7 separate regions of the Mus musculus genome follow, and regions 1, 2, 3, 5, 6 and 7 are each linked to region 4. A link is a contact called in public promoter capture Hi-C and targeted proximity ligation data. All regions are on one chromosome and are shown on one strand. The core of a region is the stretch at or near the end of the contact, and the rest is flanking DNA. Distances in the headings are between cores, read along the strand shown. Region 1 holds the start of Ms4a10 (membrane-spanning 4-domains, subfamily A, member 10). Region 2 holds the start of Dtx4 (deltex 4, E3 ubiquitin ligase). Region 3 holds the start of AW112010 (expressed sequence AW112010). Region 4 holds the start of Osbp (oxysterol binding protein). Region 5 has its middle 7.0 kb from the start of Ms4a4a. Region 6 holds the start of Ms4a13 (membrane-spanning 4-domains, subfamily A, member 13). Region 7 holds the start of Fam111a (family with sequence similarity 111, member A).

Evidence for each region. Promoter capture Hi-C pulls out the DNA fragments that hold promoters and counts their contacts.
Region 1: a contact with region 4 is called in a promoter capture Hi-C map of liver, with 4 times the contacts expected there. A contact is called at or near these places in 6 of 39 promoter capture datasets (the 3T3-L1 cell line, hippocampal neurons, liver and 2 more) and 1 of 130 datasets of targeted methods (embryonic stem cells).
Region 2: a contact with region 4 is called in a promoter capture Hi-C map of hippocampal neurons, with 4 times the contacts expected there. A contact is called at or near these places in 8 of 39 promoter capture datasets (cranial neural crest, hippocampal neurons, liver and 4 more), 2 of 484 Hi-C or Micro-C datasets (cerebral cortex and muscle stem cells) and 2 of 130 datasets of targeted methods (astrocytes and bone marrow-derived macrophages).
Region 3: a promoter capture Hi-C map of liver shows a contact between it and region 4, with 5 times the contacts expected there. A contact is called at or near these places in 4 of 39 promoter capture datasets (hippocampal neurons, liver and neural stem cells) and 4 of 130 datasets of targeted methods (effector CD8 T cells, large pre-B cells, memory CD8 T cells and 1 more).
Region 5: a targeted proximity ligation map of bone marrow-derived macrophages shows a contact between it and region 4, with 4 times the contacts expected there. A contact is called at or near these places in 2 of 39 promoter capture datasets (hippocampal neurons and macrophages), 4 of 484 Hi-C or Micro-C datasets (CD4 T cells, cortical neurons and pro-B cells) and 2 of 130 datasets of targeted methods (bone marrow-derived macrophages and memory CD8 T cells).
Region 6: a contact with region 4 is called in a promoter capture Hi-C map of stem cell-derived epiblast-like cells, with 4 times the contacts expected there. A contact is called at or near these places in 2 of 39 promoter capture datasets (pre-B cells and stem cell-derived epiblast-like cells).
Region 7: a targeted proximity ligation map of memory CD8 T cells shows a contact between it and region 4, with 6 read pairs. A contact is called at or near these places in 2 of 39 promoter capture datasets (hippocampal neurons and neutrophils), 1 of 484 Hi-C or Micro-C datasets (cortical neurons) and 2 of 130 datasets of targeted methods (bone marrow-derived macrophages and memory CD8 T cells).

Annotation. Positions count from the first base shown.
Region 1 is chr19:10,973,414-10,976,113 of GRCm38.p6, forward strand. Ms4a10 (membrane-spanning 4-domains, subfamily A, member 10) reads right to left here and starts at 1,287. Exons shown (of 9, transcript NM_023529.3): 1 at 1,206-1,287.
Region 2 is chr19:12,500,716-12,503,415 of GRCm38.p6, forward strand. It overlaps Dtx4 (deltex 4, E3 ubiquitin ligase), which reads right to left and starts at 1,281. Exons shown (of 9, transcript NM_172442.3): 1 at 292-1,281. The coding sequence starts at 502.
Region 3 is chr19:11,049,198-11,051,897 of GRCm38.p6, forward strand. It overlaps AW112010 (expressed sequence AW112010), which reads right to left and starts at 1,369. Exons shown (of 3, transcript NR_102366.1): 1 at 1,191-1,369.
Region 4 is chr19:11,964,428-11,967,127 of GRCm38.p6, forward strand. Osbp (oxysterol binding protein) reads left to right here and starts at 1,417. Exons shown (of 14, transcript NM_001033174.1): 1 at 1,417-1,869. The coding sequence starts at 1,514.
Region 5 is chr19:11,367,088-11,369,787 of GRCm38.p6, forward strand. No RefSeq gene overlaps it. Among named protein-coding and RNA genes, the nearest start is that of Ms4a4a, 7.0 kb to the right of the region's middle.
Region 6 is chr19:11,195,463-11,198,162 of GRCm38.p6, forward strand. It overlaps Ms4a13 (membrane-spanning 4-domains, subfamily A, member 13), which reads right to left and starts at 1,275. Exons shown (of 7, transcript NM_001347435.1): 1 at 1,083-1,275. 4930526L06Rik (RIKEN cDNA 4930526L06 gene) reads left to right here and starts at 1,355. Exons shown (of 3, transcript NR_045317.1): 1 at 1,355-1,502.
Region 7 is chr19:12,572,087-12,574,786 of GRCm38.p6, forward strand. It overlaps Fam111a (family with sequence similarity 111, member A), which reads left to right and starts at 1,439. Exons shown (of 4, transcript NM_026640.2): 1 at 1,439-1,494.

The DNA.
Region 1 (2,700 bases), core at 37-2,536, 990 kb before region 4:
CCCTGGCTCTGCTCCTGCATCTCAGTGTCTAAGTCTGTTTCTATGGATACACAGGAACACTAGTGCTTGCCTGAGGGTGGGCTGCAAAGATTAATTGGGCCAGGGCCAGAGGTTAGAATTTAGTAATAAAAGCCAATGATACCTGCCCTACAGCCTGAATCTCACCTGACCTCTGTCTGGTTTTCTGTTAAGAGAGGTCCCATTCTAATCTCCAGGATGGGGAGTTCATTGCTTCTATCTGACTCCTGCTCAGAGCAAGGAGGAAATCAGCTATGGGATCCTGATAGCTGGGAAGGTTGTGTCGAGGAGAGTGTGTGGAGACAGTTATCTGGGAGCACACAGGACTGCCCTTCAGGATTTTGTCTGCAGAGCAATGAGCTGGTTGCCAGGGAATGTCTAGAATGGATAAGATCTGTCCATGGGAGGTCTGGGTTAGAAGGTTGAGAAAATCTTGATGGGAATGTGACCCTAAGCAGACAGTGCAGAAGAAGTCAAGAGAGCAGAGAGGGTAGTGTAGTGTGTGTTTACACATACGTGTGTATGTGTATATAATATGTGCACATATATGTACATATATGTAGATGTATGTATGGGCATGTTAGGCAGAGAAAGGCAGGTACCGAGAGGTATGGAGTCAGTGTGACAGAGTGGCTGCTGGCAGCCACCCTTAGAAGATTGGGTTTTCAGTTATGTTAGGTCAGAAGGGGCCCTGGCATTTGCAAAGTAAACTTTCTCGAGGTCTCAGGGCTGGGCACTTGGTGTAAAGGGAAGATATGGGAAAAAGAGGGTGGAATTTCCCAAGTGTCTTCCTTGCTTTGCTTTTTCAAATCTGTCTCTCTGTGTGCTCAAGGTTCCAGGGTTAGAAGGGACGGGGTGTCATTCCTCTTAGCTCTCAGAATCACCAACTGATCCTGGGTAGTGGGCTGGGCTCCTGGTAGCAGACTCCTTCCTGGAGAGAGGCCCGTAGTAACCCCACTTCCCAGGACTTCATAGCATGGAACATTTGTTCTCCAGCTGTTGTGGACATTGCTTGATAAACAGTTCCTGTTCACTTCTGGGGGGGTCAAGTTTCAGCCACTCACCACCAGCTTGCAGCTACTGACTGACGAGCACAAGAGGCTGATCTCTTGTGTTAAGACTGAACCCCACTTGAGGCCCTGATGACCCTCCCTTGTTTGTTTCTGCTGTGGAGAGGGGGTACTCACCTGGCCCCGGGAACTCTGTTGTAGGCTTCAGCTGTGCCTGACCATCCAGAGCTGCCTCAGCACAGAGCCAGAGGTGGAAATCAGAACATCTTTATGGCTTTAGACTTTGGATTCTTTTCTTTCTGGGACCCACCCCTTGCTCACACTCCCAGCTAATCAGAGATGCATGTCTGGACTAGATCCTTCAAAACCATCTGCTTCCAAACCTGGGCAGGTGAAGATCTGAGTCTCCTTCCTTATGTCTCCCTTTAACAGCTGAGACAGTTAATGTTGCAGTGATGACATTTCAGTTCATGGAGCAGTTCATTGTCAAGTTGGTGAAGGCAGCATTTGAATGAGTTGATTATTAAAATTCTCAAATTTTTATTTGTGTGTGTGTGTGTTGATGTGGGTGGCTGATATGAGTGTGTGATTGATGTGTGTCTGTGTGTCTGTCTGTGTGTCTGTGTGAGTGTGTGTAGGTCAGAGGACTTTGTGAAATTGATTCCTTCTTTCCACCTTTCCACAGTGCTGAGGTCTGAACGGATATTGTCAGGTTGTGCAGTAACTTTAGCTTCTGAGACACCTTTCTGGCCCCTCAAAGAATCTTTTAATTTTTTGAAAGTTAAAGTATCCACAATAGTGGTTACAATGACCCTGCCCTGGGCCTTGTGTCCCTCCTCAAACCAGCCATGGTCATCCTAAGTTCTTGCTTGACTTTGGTCTCTGGTGGTAAGCCAGACAGATGTATTGTCATCTGTGTAAGCATGGTAGTGTTTGTCTTAAAAGGTATGGTCACGTGACCACAAGTAACAGGAAGCCCTGATTGAGAGTGAAGTCCAGCCACCACCAAGCTTGCAGCGCATGTGACTTACAGAGAACTTATATCTAAGGCATGTTTGGATCTTGACCATGGACATGGTGAGATGAGAATGTGTAACTTCAAGCTGTCCAGTCTGTCTCATGCAGAACTAGATAACTACTGTGCTTTTTCTATCTTTTTCCTCTGGTTTTTAAAGACGGAGAATACACATTTAATTGTTAATATTTAATATACATATTAAAGTGTATGCAGCATATGCAGTTAGGTAAATTTGTATGTATATATGTGTATGTTGGTTTATTTGTGTGTATTATTCTCTATCTTACTTTTCTTTCTTTTTTAAAAAACGATTTTATTATTTAATATGTATAATTGTTTTTGTTTGTATGCATGTCTGTGCACCACATGCGTGCCTGGCACTCTCAGAGGCCAGAAGAGGGTGTCAGATCCCTTTGAGCTAGAGCTACTGACAATTGTAACTGCCATGTGGCAAGTGGGTGCTCGGGAGGAATCAAACCTTGGTCCTCTGGAAGAGCAGCCAGTACGCTTAACTACTGCTGAGCTGTCTCTCCAGTCTTCTTACTGTGTGTGTGTGTGTGTGTGTGTGTGTGTGTGTGTGTGTGTGTGTGAGACCACGTGTACACACACAGAGGCACGTGCACACACACAGAGGCACGTGCACACACTAAAGTT
Region 2 (2,700 bases), core at 31-2,530, 540 kb after region 4:
TTGCAAAACCCTAGAGTTCTTGCACAAACGGCTACTAGGGGCTGATGGGGGCATAAAGGGGTTCTCCTGCAGCTAGGCTGAGGCTGGGTTGTATAATCAAGACTCTTTAAACTACTTGCAAGGACATTTACTTGGAGGTGGTCTTGGAATCCTGTGAGGACCTAGGGAAGAGAAGCACCTGCCCTCAACACCTATAGCTGATACCAGTGAGCAAAGCTGGCCACTGGGTGGATCACAGCGGACCCACGAGGCGGGAGCTCCTGGGACAGACAAGAGATGTGAATGGCTCACCCGTGTCTTGGCGGAACTGGTTCATGGACTGCAGGTCGATGATGTAGGGCGCGAGCCGGCTGTCCACCTGGCCCAACACCACGCTGCCCCCGGCGCGGGGACCAGCGCGCACCACCGCCTCGATGTGGTGACTCACGGCTGGGCTGTAGGGACGCCAGCGGCCGTGTTCGTTCAGCCATTCCCACACCACCACTGCCGAGGCCAGGAGCATGGCGAGCCCGGGGTTGCGGCGCGGTGCTGCCCACCTCCCGGGCCCGGCCTTCTGCGCTTCCTCCGGCGCCGCCGCCTCCGGGTCTCAACCGCGCCCCCCGGTCTGCGCCCCACCGCTGCGGGAAGCCTCAGCTGCGGCCCATGGGGGAGTCCGCAGCCGCGTAGGCACTGGGACACGGACCCCGGAGCTGCCCGTCTCCGACTGCGCTCCGCCGGGCTCCGCCGCCTCTGCCGCTGCTCCGAGGGGTCCAGCGGCTTCATGCAAAGGCCCGGCCCTGCGCACTCGCCGCCCCGCCTTGCAAAGCCACCCGGGGGCGCGCGGCCCGAGCGCGACGCTGCACCCGCCTCGCACCAGTTGCGCCTCGGGCTCCGCGGGCGCCCGCGTGGATCGCGCCGCACGGTCACGCCCTCCGCCCTCTCTCCGCTTCGAGTAAGCCGACCGCGGTGGCACAGCTCCCCCTCCCTGCGGCTCGGCTCAGTGGCCTCCAGGAGGAGTCGCCCCTCCCGGGCAGAGCGCCAAGGCGAGCTCGCGCCCGCGGAGGCTTCCCTGGTCCCCCAGTCTCGAGAGCACGCGCGCCATCCCGGTCCCAGCTGCCACTGCCAGGACCCAACTTTGCAGCCTGTTCAAATATGGAACTGTCTGTCTGTCTGTTTTCAGCTCAGCACCGGCCGTGTCCGCGGCGTGAGCTCAGAGGCTCGCATCTCCCTACAGCTCGTGCATGCATACGCATTCTCTCTCTCTCTCTCTCTCTCTCTCTCTCTCTCTCTCTCTCTCTCTCTGTCACACACACATACATCCACACCCACACACGCACGCAACACCCCCCACCCACACACACACACACACAGGAATTGCCCCACGCTCTCCTTGTTCTGTCCGTTATTACCTCATCCTCGTCTGCACCGTTCCCTAGCTGTCCATCAAAGATGCAAAAGCCACGCCCCATGGCCACTAGCACCAGCGATCTAGAGCTTCCATGCCCCCTGCTGGTCCAAATCCTCAAGTGCAGGTCAAAGGCCACACACTTGTGACCATCGAGAGCCAGTGCCAAGGGTTCCCTGCGTTTACATAGAGAGAAAAGAAGTTCTTGCTGTCCAATTTTTCTGTTAGAAGACACAAGGTAGACTAATTCATCCTGCAGTGTCTATGTAAATAAAACCATGAGACAGCAGAACAAACGCAAGCTAGACTCGCTCATTTTGATCATCAATGGCTAAAGAGGAAAGTAATATAAAGTGGGTTCTGACTAAGGGGATTGAAGCCTGTATTGCACATTATTGCTTGGCATGGTACATCACACGGGCAACTTCCACACTTGAGAAGCAAGAAGATGGAGAATTTCATGCCACATATCCAGACCAGGTCTCCAAACGAATTAAGTTAGACATTTTAAAGAGAATTATGTATTAACCTTGTCAGAAAACACACACTTTGTTTCTCCGTGGGTGGAACTGCACAATGAATCCGTTCTGACAAAGTGAAGCTGGAATTTGGAGCAATCTTATATTGGTAATGAGATTGTTAATCTTTTTTGGAATGGCTTTTCCATAGTTTCATGTGCTCCTTTTATATTTGAGGAGACAAACAGAAAACCGCTCCTAAGCAGATAAACTAGAAATTTCCAGATAGAGGAAACTTAAACTGGGGAAAGGTGTGGGTGGGTATTAAGAAATATTTAACTGTCTGCTTGCAGGACAAACAGGAAGTAGAAAGAACTAACGTTTACTTTCTGACCATTCTCTTTTGCACTCCGTCTTCTTGTGTCTACCACGATAACACGGCAGGGTAGTATAGTAGAAGTGAAATGAATGACAACACAGGAAAACATTTGCGCCTGGGTAACTTGTTAGAGAGAGTGAATATATAGTAATTAGTTGTGAGTCTGAACAGGTGAGAGGGTGCGCCAGAGAACCTGACAGCTTCTGGAACAGGCAGAAGCACAGAGGCGCTGAGGCAGCACCCTGTGTGGGCCGGGGACAGCTGGCCACCTTCCGGACCGGAGGACAGGTGCCCACCCGGCAGGGGAGGCGGCCTAAGCCACAGCAGCAGCGGTCGCCATCTTGGTCCTGGGACTCCAAGGAACTTAGGAATTTAGTCTGCTTAGGTGAGAGTCTGTACCACCTGGGAACTGCCAAAGCAACACAGTGTCTGAGAAAGGTCCTGTTTTGGGCCTTCTTCTTCGGCCAGGAGGAGGTCCA
Region 3 (2,700 bases), core at 119-2,618, 920 kb before region 4:
CAGTAGAAAGAGAGGCCCATTGGTCTTGCAAACTTCATATGCCTCAGTGCAGGGGAACGCCAGGGCCAAGAAGAGGGAGTGGGTGGGTAGGGGAGTGTGGGGGGGAGGGTATGGGGGACTTTTGGAATAGCATTGGAAGTGTAAATGAAGAAAATACCTAATTAAAATAAAATAAAAATTAAAAAAAAAAAAAAGAAATTCTTCGCTTTGCATACCTCTGGCTCTTTATTTAAACTCCATGTTAGAAACTGAGTGATAAGCCCAGGTGGGGCCAAGTCACTGGACCCCTTTGCTCTGCTTCTCAATGAAGTCACAATGAATTCATTTTTTTCTACCTTCCACTCTTATTTGTTTAGTTGGCCCATTAAGGACTGGGTAGATGAATCTGGATTGCTTGAGCCTGGACTCTGACCCTGACAATTCTAGGTGCAGTCTGGAGCAAAACAGAGAGGCTCCTCTGGGTAAGAGTAGGATGTGAGGTCATGGACAAGAACAGTCAGAAAAGTGAGATGGTTAAAGGCTAGAGGGGGAAGGCAAAGCTAACATGGAGAGAGCAGGGCCTGTATCAAATGTTTTTTTCTAGGGCAGAGGAAGATTCTAACTACATACAGGGTGCCTCATCTTCAGAAGAGGGTACAGACTCCTGCCATTGTTCTGAGCTTTTAGAGAAAGCTAGATCATTAAAAAGTCTGCTGGGCTGGAACAGAGCTATTTTAAAAGGGGAAGGAATTAAGGCCTCTGCACGTTGAGAAAAAGTCAGTGAAGTGATCCACAACTGAGGAGAAAATCAGAAAGAACTTACACAGGAGGACCCAGGAGAAACTTACGCTTAAGTCCTTTGCTTTGTCCTTTCCAGATATTTCCGTGTGCGTGTGTGTGTGTGTGTGTGTGTGTGTGTGTGTGTGTGTGTATTTCCCGCAGCGCCTGGCTGGCCCTTCATATGCCTACCTAGTGCTGTCTCCTCTCTACATCCCAGGCTTAGAATTGAGTTCTGTGGTGTCAGACAGGAGATACCCACCCCACAAGAACTATATCTTCCTGGAAAAACAGACTTAGAAATAATAACAAACTAAATGCAAGCTTTCAAAGACAGAAGGTGACACTCATTCTCTCCAGTAAGCTGGGATGAGGCCTTCCATGGGCCTTCTTACCCACTATAGATTTCCCCTTACAGATCAAGAGGTACTTACGGGAGACATCTTGCAGCTCAGGTTGTCTGCTAGACTCCTGCTGATCTTCTCTTTGGTTTTTTATATAAAGTTTGAGAATGTCAGTTTCACTTTCCCTTTGAATTGCTTTGGGGCACTATTTGCTAAACAGGAGTGGACTGAAAAACCCCGAGTCTGAGAGAAGTTTACACAATTAGTTGGCCTATCCCACAAACAAACAGGAAGATCTGCAAACACAGCCCAAGAGCCTTTTCCCACTTGGGAAATTCCTTGCTTGGAACACAGTACAGTGTTGCCTGAGACAACTGCTTCATCCTTGGCTATGGAAATAAGCAGACATAATATGATATTTCAATGATTTAAAGCAAATGCTGATTTTTTTTTTTTTTTTTTTTTGGTAAGAGTAACACAAGTACATGGGTCAGTGGATATTCTTCAGGGCTCTCTAGGATGTGGTTTCAGGCAGGACACAGGATTACACTCAAGCGTGTATCTCCTGTGTTTGCATTTTCATCGTGGGTTGTAGGTTAAAGAATTAGCAGATGTGAATACAAGGAGAGTTCACTATTATACTGCCAGAAGCCAGAGGCTAGGAGAAGCCTGGAGGAGACTCTCCTCCCAGTCCTCCTGAAGGATGGAGCCTTGCTGACACCCTGAACTCAGACTTCCTGCCTCCAGAACCAAGGGACAATAGGTTTAATGAGCTCTCCTGTTGGTGCCACCTTGTTATCGTTGCTAAAAAGCCCATAGAGTGTCTGTGAAAGATCTTGTGTAGTGACAGGGAAGCAGTCACTGCTGGCACAGCCAGCTGACTGGTCAGATTGGGAGTAATAGAGGTGACATGGAAATATAAGGAAGAGGAGGCAATCCCCAGCAGAGACAGAAGGCCCCGCTCTCCATAGGGTGTGGTCCTTTGAGTGAGACCCCCCCACCTCATAAATTAAAAGCTTGGTTCCTGGTTGGGAACTGTTTGGGAAGAATTAGGGGGTGTAGCTTTGCTGGAGGAGGTGTGTCCCACTGTGCACATTCTCTCTCTTATTCCCTCTCTCCCTTCCCCCGATCCCCTCTCTTCTTCCTCCGCAGGAAGTACACTCTTAACTACCGCTCCAGTGCCATGCCGGCCTGCTTGATGCCCTGCTTCCCATTATGATGATTGCAGACTGTAACTCTCTGAAACTGTGGGCCTCCAAATTAATTAATTAATAAATAAGTTAATTAATTAAAATCAGTGGCCTTGGTCATATGTCTCTTCAGAGCAATAAAAAACAAAACAAAACACAACAATGAAGATAGGTGGAGGTTATCAAGTTGACTGGCAGGTCAAGAGAGCTGTCACTCAACATTGATCTTGGTCCCTTGCCTCTGAGGAGGAGGAGTGAAGGGCTTTTAGACTGGGTTGTGAGGCTCCAGAATGGAGACCCATTCTCTGTGTCCTAGGGCTCTGAGAGGGTGAGTGTATTCTAACTCAAGGAACTCGGGACATCTTTGCACTTGGAGGAAATCAACTAAAGACTCTGAAAGAGCTTATAAG
Region 4 (2,700 bases), core at 167-2,666:
GTTGGCTACCCACCAACTTTAGTTCCAGCTCCAGGGGATTTTATGCCCTCTGCTGGCATCCACAAGTACCTGCACTTAGGTGTACACACACACACACACACACACACACACACAAATCAGAAGAAATGAATAAATAAAAGTTAAACCCTATTCCTACTGCCAGGTCAAAAACTGCTACACTGTAATAGGTGTTAGATTCCCCAAAATGCAGGTTTTGGCTATTTTTGTAATAATAGTTCACAACAGCTCAATGCTGGACTAGTTACTGAAATTTGTGACCTCTAACACAGCTGTAATTAAGCTGATCAAATCTAATCATTCAACACCCAGTTCAAAACAAAACCCTAGCAATAAACAAGAGAATTAATTGTGTTTTTACCACACTAAACCTAACAAGGGCCTTTAGATTTGGAAAAGAGATATAAAGGTAGGTAGTAGGTCTTTGCCAATCTATTCTCCCCGTAAATAAGGTCGGCAACTAGATGGTCAGAATTAATAGAAGTGTATTAGAATCTAGAGTGAAGAGACAGAGGGTAGACCAGGAAAGGGAATGGGGTGAGGATTGGAGGAGTCGTGAGTCCAGGAGGGGGCCGAGGAAGCTCTCTCTGGGTTCTTCCGGAAGCAGGATATGAAAACGGAATCCCTAGGAGACCCAGGAACCATCCATCTCTCTTTATTAAGGCCATCTGCAAGTCTCAATTGAGAAGGAGGGAATTCCACAGCACACCCACATCAAGAGCATTTATAGAGACCCATCACTTCCTTAAAGCTGCAAACGTGCCTGCCCACTTGTGCATCCATGAATTTATTTGCTATCTCGGCCAACTGCAGCTTTCACTGACAATGTCCAGAACCAATCATCTCCAATCATAGCCCTGCCTCTCCACCGACAGGTGAAAGACATAGGTGTCAGCCAATAAAAAATAAGAATGAGTATGTGAAGGCTGGACTCTGCCCCATTTACTTCAATGCATTCAGTAATTGGTAGAAAGGTTTGAGCAGCTGATATCAACCACCAATCCGTAAGGGCGGAAGAGGATGAAGGGCAGCGCGATGGGCGGGGGTGACGTGGCAATGACAGAAGCATAAACTGTAATGACTGACGGAAGTACTAGCCATTCGGAGGCCAAACCGGCCGTGAGCTCTGCATTCTCCCGTCCTCGGACTTCGGAAAGCCACCAATGATTTTGTAGCCCTGCCTGATTGGCTTTCCTGTTAGCCAATCGAAAGCAGGCCTGGAGGACGCGTCGCGCCTTGAGCTTCTCACTGGGCGGAGTAGCATGACAGGCCCGAGAGAAATGCCAATGTCCGCGGGGTCTTCCGCAAGTGACACTTGGCGGCACCAATCGCCGCCCTCCTTCCCGGCAGTCGAGCCCTCCTTCCCGCGGCGGGGCTGGCGGGGCGGGGACGCTGCGCGGCGGCGGCTGAAGCGCTAGCCGTGTTGGGCGCTCCGGGCGGCGGCGGCGGAGCTCGTAGGCGGTTCCGGTCGTGTCTCTCCGGGCGGCGGCGGCTCATGGCGGCGACCGAGCTGAGAGGAGTGGTGGGGCCGGGCCCGGCAGCCATCGCGGCTCCGGGCGGCGGCGGCGCGGGTCCACCCGCGGTGGGAGGCGGCGGCGGACGCGGGGACGCGGGGCCCGGCCCCGGGGTGGCGGCCGCGACGGCGGCGACGGCGGGCGGCCCGGGCCCCGGGGCCGGAGGAGTGGCGGCAGGCGGCCCGGGCTCTGCACCGCCAGCCGCGGGCTCGGGCGGTTCGGGCGCCGGGGGCTCGGGCTCGGCTAGAGAGGGCTGGCTCTTCAAATGGACCAATTACATCAAAGGCTACCAGCGGCGATGGTTCGTGCTGAGCAACGGGCTCCTAAGCTACTACAGGTAACTGCTTCCGGGGCGCCACGCTCACCTGGCCTCCCCCCCTGTGCAGCCCACAGACCCGCGCTGTCACTCTCCGCCGGCTGGCTTCACTGCCAAGGTCGCCCTGGGTCGCTGTCTGTCACCTGCACAGGTTGACAGCTTGCAGAAGTCAGAACCTGCAGATTTGACACACTGCTCTTGTCTCCGCTGTCACCCGCCCCTAGTGCCTCATCTGCCTCCATCCCTGGGTCTTTCCTGTCAGCAATTGTTTGGAGAGCATCTGCTCTGCCATTGTATTTCCGCTACCACGTGGGTGCAATCGCTAATTCTGCAAGTAAGGCACTGTTGTGAAGCTGGAGGGGCACAGACAGCGCGAGCCCGGGCACTGTCCCTCAGGAACTTACAGTGGAAGTTACAACTCCTAACTTTTTGTGCTCTAGTCTCTAAAATTTAATGTTTCTGATACACCCTTGATATACCTGCCCATGTCTACTCAGAATACACATTCCGACATCAGAATACCACACACAGGGAGACTTTGGGATTCTGTCCACCATATGTCTTACCTCTTCAAGCATGCGCGTACTTTCTCGGTCTAGACAGTCCACAATAGAGATGTGTACTCTACCATAGCTTTTACTTTTGCCTGCCCCACCTCTTCCCATGGGAATGACTGTCTTATCCAGCAGTCACCGTGCACCTTTTAGTTTTATTTAAGATTAAGTTTTATTAAAGGAAGAACACATGTTTTTGAAATGATTGTTAAGGTTTCACAGTGCTTATTTTGGTATGGTTAATGTATACTTACTGTGACTCATAGCATGGTCATAACATGTCACACTTCGGGGCTTA
Region 5 (2,700 bases), core at 179-2,678, 600 kb before region 4:
TAGAATTATCTCTTTAGAAATCATTGCATCAGTTGCCGTACCACTATTTATTAGTATCATAACACGTACCAGCAGATACCGTGATTCTTCTAAACTTAAGTGCAGAGGATAACTGCCTTCTAGAGTTTTCAGTAGAGTTATATGGTTCTTTAGTACTTTTGAAAGTACTTAACAGGAATCAAACCAAGTCTTATTCTTTTTGATGTTTCTAATTTTTACAGCAGTAAAATTGTCAACTCAGCTAGTTTTTGTCAAGTTTCATTAACTTGGAAAGATTTTGTATTCATACCACAATCTTTTTTTATATTATACTGACACAAGATTCAACTGTATGAGTTGTCAGTTGCCAGATGCCAGGTCTGTGCCTTTTTGTTTCCTGTGGCAATTAGTAGCAAGCATTTGGGACTGCATCCTCCATTCTTCATAGTCCTCTGTCATGAATATATTTCCAGAGTCTGCCGCTGATATTAAATTCTCTGGAATTCTGTATTGCTGTCTCCTTCTGTTTCTTGGTACAAAATAACTTGTTATAACCCTAGTGGGACTAGTGAGGACCTTTACTTAAAGATGTATTTTTGGTTTTTGTTACACTGTAATCAACTCTACAAACAAAAGCTAAAAGAATGTATTTCAAAAGTCTGACTCTGATCTTTGCCTAGCTGTGTCTTGACTTGGGATCTTACAAGGATGTACCCATGGAGTTGGCTGAGCTATAACCTCACTAGCTGCTTCTGATCCTCTTTCATGGGCACATGGTAAGATTCATTTCCTCTCTTATGTAGAAACTGTAACACTTTTCTTTGACATCAGGGAATAAAGGTTTCAATTTCTTTTAGGATTCTTTCCAAATATCCTCTGATTTGTCCTTGTTAATACAAAGTCACCCAACAGTGGTCTACTCATAGAAATGGTATCCCCCCCACACAACACCCAGAGGTCCCATACACTCTTTATTCATATCAAAATGAACAAAGAACAAATGTTTTTCATCAGTTATGTACCAATGGACATAATGTCCAGCCTAGGGACATGTTCACTTCCTAGAAGTCCACAGAAAATGCTCACCCTGATTCCTATTTACCATAACTGCTTCTGGCTATTTAACTAATGAGAGTGATCAGATTCCTCTATCCACTTATGCACACTCATCTGTCCCTGAGATAGCCAGCAGTTTCTCATGGCTGTTAGAAATAAGGAATATTACACACAGAGATAAAGAGGTGGAAATGGGAAAAGAGAAGAGACCAAAAGCTATTTCATTCCCAAAATATGACAGGCATATTCTCCAAGAACTGCTTGTCCTAGAGTGAGGAAGTGACTGTTTTTTAGTCTTGTTTTTCAAAGAACCAGGGAAACACATGCCTCTGTGCCAAAAATAAAATGTTAATGGTGGCGTGAGAGTGTTCAGCACCAACTTACATCAATTTGTACTTCCTTATTTCTTTAGGGCTCTCAGGCAGTACCACGTCTTATACTCCAGATGGCCTGTCCCTTAGATAAAATGGTTGTAATCTTCTTTCTCGATTTCATGTTTGTTGGGGCAATACAGACAACACTACTTCCCAAAATCACATACAAAACAGTTTTCCAATGTGATAGGTCTGTTGCACACATGAACTCACAGTGGCTTTGACTACGTGCACAAGATTCGTGTGAGTCTATTGGCAGTTGATGGCTTCTAGGGAGGTAGAGTCAGTTTTCTTCAGGGCTAAGGACTTTGAGAGGCCACTTATCCATGGTCCAGTAGATTGTCTGTACTCATGTACATATAGACAATTCTAGTGAATTCAGTAGGTTTAAAAAGGAAAGAATATAAGAAGATTGGAGGGAAATGTGATGGAGGTATTAGGAAAGAATTGGAGGAATGGGAAAGGGTGGTGCATTTGGTCAATACATGTGTGTTAATCCCAACTCTCCTGAAAATCACTACTACCCTCAAAGTTACTACCACCCTCTGGGTTCTCTCATACTGTGAAGGGTATATGAATTTCTTTTGTTTTTTTTTCTAATCAATTAATTAACTAATTAATTAATTTAATACTCCAACCACAGTTTACACTTTTCTTCTTCTCTCAGTCCTTTCTCCCTACCCCCATCCTCCCTACTCCCCCATCCACTCCTCCTCCATTTCTCTTCAGAAAAGAGAAGGTCTCCCATGGATATCAAACAGTCCTGGCATATCAAGTTGCAGCAAGACTAGGCACATCTTCTCCTATTAAGGCTAGATAAGGCATCCGAGTAGGAGGAATGGGTCCCTAAGGCAGGCCACAGAGTCAAAGATAGCACCCACTCCTGCTGTTGGAGTCTCACATGAAGACCAAGCTACACAAACTATAACATATGTGCAGAGGGCCTAGTTCAGTTCCATGCAGGCTCTCTGACTGACAGTTCAGTCTCTGTGGGCCCCTGTGGACATAGGTTAGTTGATTTAGTGGGTTTTCATGTAATGTCCTTGACCCTTATGGCTCCTACAATCATTCTTCCTCCTCTTCTTCAGGATTCCTCAAGCTCTGCCTAATCTTTGGCTGTGGGTCTCTGCATTTGTTTCCATCAGTTGCTGGGCAAAGCCTCTCTGATGACAATTATGCTAGGCTCTTACCTGCAAATATAGCATAATACCATTAGCAGTGTCAGGGGCAGGCTCCCTACCATGTTCCATATTATGACATGGGTCTCAATCTGGAACAGTTCTTGTCTGGC
Region 6 (2,700 bases), core at 25-2,524, 770 kb before region 4:
TTCTGACTTTAAATCTTCCTACCCTCTCTTCTATAACGTTCATGGAGCCTTGGTGTGTGTGTGTGTGTGTGTGTGTGTGTGTGTGTGTGTGCGCGCGTCCCAGAAAAATGATTTAAAACATCTAAAACGTTTTTACTTTAAAATAATTGTGTATCTGCATGTGTGTTTGGATGCCTATGAAAAAGGGTGTCAGGTCCCCTGAAGTTTAAGTTGGCACCGAGCTGCCTGATAAGAGTGTTAGCAATTAAACTCTGGTTCTCTGCAAAAACAGCAAGATTCATGACCACTGAACCAGCTCACCAACCTCAAAAAAGATTTTTTAAAATAAAATGAAGAGAATGACATCTTCAGAGGACACACCAATTTCTTCATGAACTGCTTCCTGCCCACCTTCCCCTCTCACTTGGTCACTCGGACTTCATAGCTTAACAACCCTGGTAGTAACCCTTTCCCCAAAGCCTGCTTGTGCTACAAGGTAGCTAGATACACAGATGTTTGTCTTAACATTTTGCCCGTAATTCCTGCCACATTGTGTTGCAAATTTTTTTCAAGACTAACTTCAAATCACTTTGTTGTCCCCAGAAATTATAAAGTTCATTTCCATGTGTTCGTGGTCATTCCTGCTTAATTCCCTGGCCATATGCATTCAGTTACTCCCCTCTTTCTTCCCCCTTTTCTGATAAATATTTTAAGTGAATACTTTACTTAAGGTGACTAGTGGCGAACCTTGATGTTACAGTCATGAGAAGTATTTTACTTTTCACCTCACATCATGATACACCCATATACCGGCAGTCAGTACTAGATGAAATCTAGAAGGAGTGGGTGGGAATAAGTAGCTGCTGGCAGCTACTTGTGAGGTCAAGGCAGGACGATTGCTCAGCCCAGGAATTCTAGAGCAATCTTGTCAACACAGTGAGACCCCACATTTCAAAAAGTAAATAAAAGTATTTTTTAGAAGGTCAAACGAGAGGGTATAAAAGATGGAGAATGGAGATGTGCCCACCTCTCTTTCCTCAACCCCCTTTCTCCAGACCGTGTCCATTTTGATGCTTAGCAAAAGTAAAGAGGCACACTGTTACCTCACATTTCAGTTGTCCCAAGACCCAAGGATCCAGTTTCACCCTATCAGGCCTAGGCACAGGCTGAAGAGAAGGATCACCGTGGATGGTGCTCTCAGCGCTAGATCTGGCTGCATAGCCATCAGAGGCAGCAGCGCGCAGTCTAGCTCCCAGGTGGTTGTCAAGCTCCTCAAGCCGCCGGGTTGTCAAGGGCAACAGCCCTCTCTTAGGGCAGAGGGATGAGAACCAGTGCGCAGACTCACTGGGGCCTGCGGGCCACGCCCTGGTCCCTCACTTCGATCCTCTTCTGGAGTTTCTAGTAATGGCTTCCCTGGACATGGCTGGAACACTGCCTCTTCAGGGATGCTTCTCCTAAGATAGAATGGCCGCAGAGACCTGATCGTTTACCACACATTTCAGAAGGTTTCAAGTTGTAAAAAGGCAAGTAAATGAGTTAATAGTTTACTCTTCTTCCACCCTCCTCCAAATATAAATGGCTAAAGAAATTAATGAAGAGACTCTTTAGGAAATGATTAAAATGACTGCTTTGACCCACCCGCTGGGGACATTTTACTATGCAGGCTCTCTGCACCGTATTGGTTTTGGATTTGATATGAGGCAGTAGTTCAACGTTTGTGAAGAGAAACATAAAGATGCATAGATAGCTATGAAAAGATAAAGAATACTCTACTACTGGAGAGCAAATGGGGAGACAGAAAGGAAAACCTGTTTTCTCTAGGGAGCACAGGCCACCTGCCGAGCACCGAAGACTTCCTGAGGGCTTAAAGACCCTTGGACAGTAGATGCTCCTTTAACCAGAGCATGCTGTGAGCTTTCATTTATTCCTGGAAGACTTAAAATTCTGGCTTACATTGCAAATATTTCGTGGATGATAATCCTTTTATGAAGGATAATCTTTTTATAATATATATTCATATAGTATTATATTATTTATATTTCATTATATGTTACATAGTATACATAAAATAGATATGTATACATAAATATATTTAAATATATTTATATGTAGCCGGGCAGTGGTGGCTCACAGCTTTAATCCCAGCACTTGGGAGGCAGAGGCAGACAGATTTCTGAGCTCGAGGCAAGCCTGGTCTACAAAGTGAGTTCCAGGACAGCCAGGACTACACAGAGAAACCCTGTCTCAAAAACAAACAAACAAACAAACAAAGAAACAAACAAAATATTATCCTTTGTCGGGCGTGGTGGCTCACGCCTTTAATCCCAGCATTCGGGAGGCAGAGGCAGGCGAATTTCTGAGCTCGAGGCCATCCTGGTCTACAAAGTGAGTTCCAGGATAGCCAGGGCTACACAGAGAAACCCTGTCTCACCCCCCCAAATATATATATATATAAATTATAAAAATTATATGAATCATATAAAATATAAATATATATTTAATTATAATGTATGTTGATAATAGTATTATGATATATTCTATATTATTTATAATATATAAATATATAAGTATATAATATTTATATAGCACTTTTAAAATTAATACACTATATGGTTCCGTATAATATAATAACATATAATGTATTATATATAAAAATAGAAAAGAGGCCCTTGGTCCTGTGAAGGCTCTATGCCCCAGTATAGGGAAATGCTGGGGCCAGGA
Region 7 (2,700 bases), core at 189-2,688, 610 kb after region 4:
TGGGTTCTCCAAGGTGGTAGCAATAGTTGTAATCTGCTCAGTCTCTGTGAGCTGCTATGGAAACAGGTTAGTTGATTCTGTGGGTTTTCTTGTGGTATGCTTGACCCCTCTGACTCCTACCATCTTCCTCCCTTTCTTCTGCAGGATTGCCCAAGCTCTTCCTAATGTTTGGCTGTGGGTTTCTGCATCTGTGTTTCCATTCATTGCTGGGTAAAGCCTTTCTGCTAATGATTATGTTAGGCGTCTGTCTGCAAGTATGAATGAATATCTTTAGTAGTGTCAGGGGTTGGCTTCCTCACATGATATGGGTCTCAAGATGGACCAGTCATCCCTGGCCACCTCCACAATTTCTGCACCACTTTTCCCCAGACTATCTTGTAGGCAGGACAATTTGTAGGTAGAATGCTTTGTGGCTGGGTTAGTGTCCCAAACTGTTCATTGGAAATCTTGTCCAGTTATAGAAGATTACTGGTTCAGGCTCTGTATCCCCCATTGCTGGGGTCACCCTTATAGATTCCTGGGACTTTCCACTGCCCTAGTTCTTTAGCCATGCCCTAAGCATCCTCCTTCTTGCCCCATAACAGTTGTGTCTCCCAGTAATCTCTTCCCACTCCCTGCCTGGCTCCCTCCCTCCTCTTCCTCCTTTTTAATCACAGCTCATATTTCTGGAGTGGACACTCTCTTTATGAGTAGAAAATATTTACTCCCAATGATGCACATCTGGAAAAAAATCAATTTATTAGGTCATCGAGATGACTCAGCATCTGCTGCCAAGTCTGACTGAGTTTGATCCACTAGACTCACATGGTAGGAAAGAGCCTGAATTCCTGAAAGTTGTGACATGTGGCATACACACACATACACATATTACACACAAATAATAAATTTAATACATTTTTGAAAAATGAGTCTTTGACAAGGATTTGCAGCTTCTTTCTGATTTGTTCAAGTACTGAAGCTGGTCTGCTGTGGGGATGTTACCCCCTAGAAAGGCCCTGAGTCCTCCAGCCTTCCTCCTCCTAGCTCATTCTCTTCCTGCCTGCAGCCAGAAAGCATGTCACTAACCTGCTGCCCTGGTCTCTCTTGCTATTTGGAAGAAAATCCCTGGACCTGCCTGAAACCAGGAGGGAACCCAGATCTAGTCCTGGCTCCTCAGCTTCCCACTGAGTCCAGTTAGCATACCTCATTTGACTAGGCTCTAAAAGGAGATCCCTGGAGAGTAGAGGACCACACCCACTCGATTGGCGGGCTTCCTTGACTAGGCGGCCCTTAGAGACCAGGGCGGATGCACACTGCGCTTGCTCTGGTCCAGTCCCGCGCTCTGAATGCAGCCAATGGACTGAAGCACAGCTGGTTGCTGTTCAGAGAAAGGACCAATCCGCAGTCTCTCCACCCTCTGAACAAAGACGTCAAATGACAGTCTGGTTCTGTTTTTTCTAAAAGACCCGGGATTCCAGCGGCTGGAGCGAAGCTGCCATAGAGTGGAAAGATCCAGTAAGTAAAAAGCCACTTTAAGATTAATTTCTTCATGTCAGAATGTGGTGTGCAGCAAATATTCACCAATATATTTAGCAAGTCTATTTCATCTTGGAATAAAAATACACAAGTGACAAATACTGATTTCTTTCTCAGGCTTGCCTAGCAGGTGGAGTGGAAGCTATCCATATTCGAATAGGTGGTTACTACATTAACCTGATTTGTCTGCTGTTTCCATCAACATAACCCAGTATGTTCTGCTGAGGACTAGAAAATACCAGTCATCTTTAGTGTTCTTTAAGGGCACTGTGACGGTTTCCTCCCAAAAGCAGACTTAATGCTAGATGTTGGGTTCAAGTGTAGCTGGTCCTAGCTGTGAGCCAGGGAAGGTGGCAGGTCCATAAACAAACTGTGCTACTCTGAAATGAAGAGTGGGTGAAATCTCAGGCACACTGGTGGCATGGGGGAACTTCTAGCGCTGGAAAGCCCTTGGGACAGAGGCAGAAGGGCTAACCCATCTGAAGGACCCAGGGAGCCCAGGGTTGTTTTCAGCATTCTAGCCTCAGCGTGCTGGTATTGATGATGTGGTAGTGTAGGAAGAGGCAGGCTTAGATCAGCTCTGGTCTTTGCCTCTGGAAAGCCTTTCTGAGAGAAAAGTAAGTAGGCAAGAATGTGCACATGGCTAGCCAGAAAATAAGCGCCTTTAAGAGAGGGGGAAGTGAAGGTGGGGGAGGGAGACAAGGGGCTGGAGAGGAAGTTATTAGGCAATAGGGAGGGACGGATGTGGCTCAGAAGCCAGAAAGAGGCTTAAAGGGGCTTGGTGGGGCAGGGCGTTATTCAGAAATAGGGAGAGTGAGAAAGGCCAGGGGAAAGAAAAAGGGGGCAAGAGAAAGGGGAAGAAGATGGAGAAAGCAATTCCAGGAAACTGTTAGGGAGACCGAGGATGGGACTTGGTACAGGCCATATTGGTTTATTGCTCTACTAAAGAAAGATAGTACATGTAAGTACTTTGTCTTCTCAAATTATAATGTGGTATACTCGGAGGAATTTGTATTCACATCATTCTAACTGAAAAAGCAAGGAGGAGTGGAGGCAGGAGGGGATCATATGCCGGGCATGGTGGCGCACACCTTTCATCCCAGCACTGGGGAGGCAGAGGCAGGCAGATTTTTGAGTTTGAGGCCAGCCTGGTCTACAAAGTGAGTTTCAGGATCCCCAGAGCTA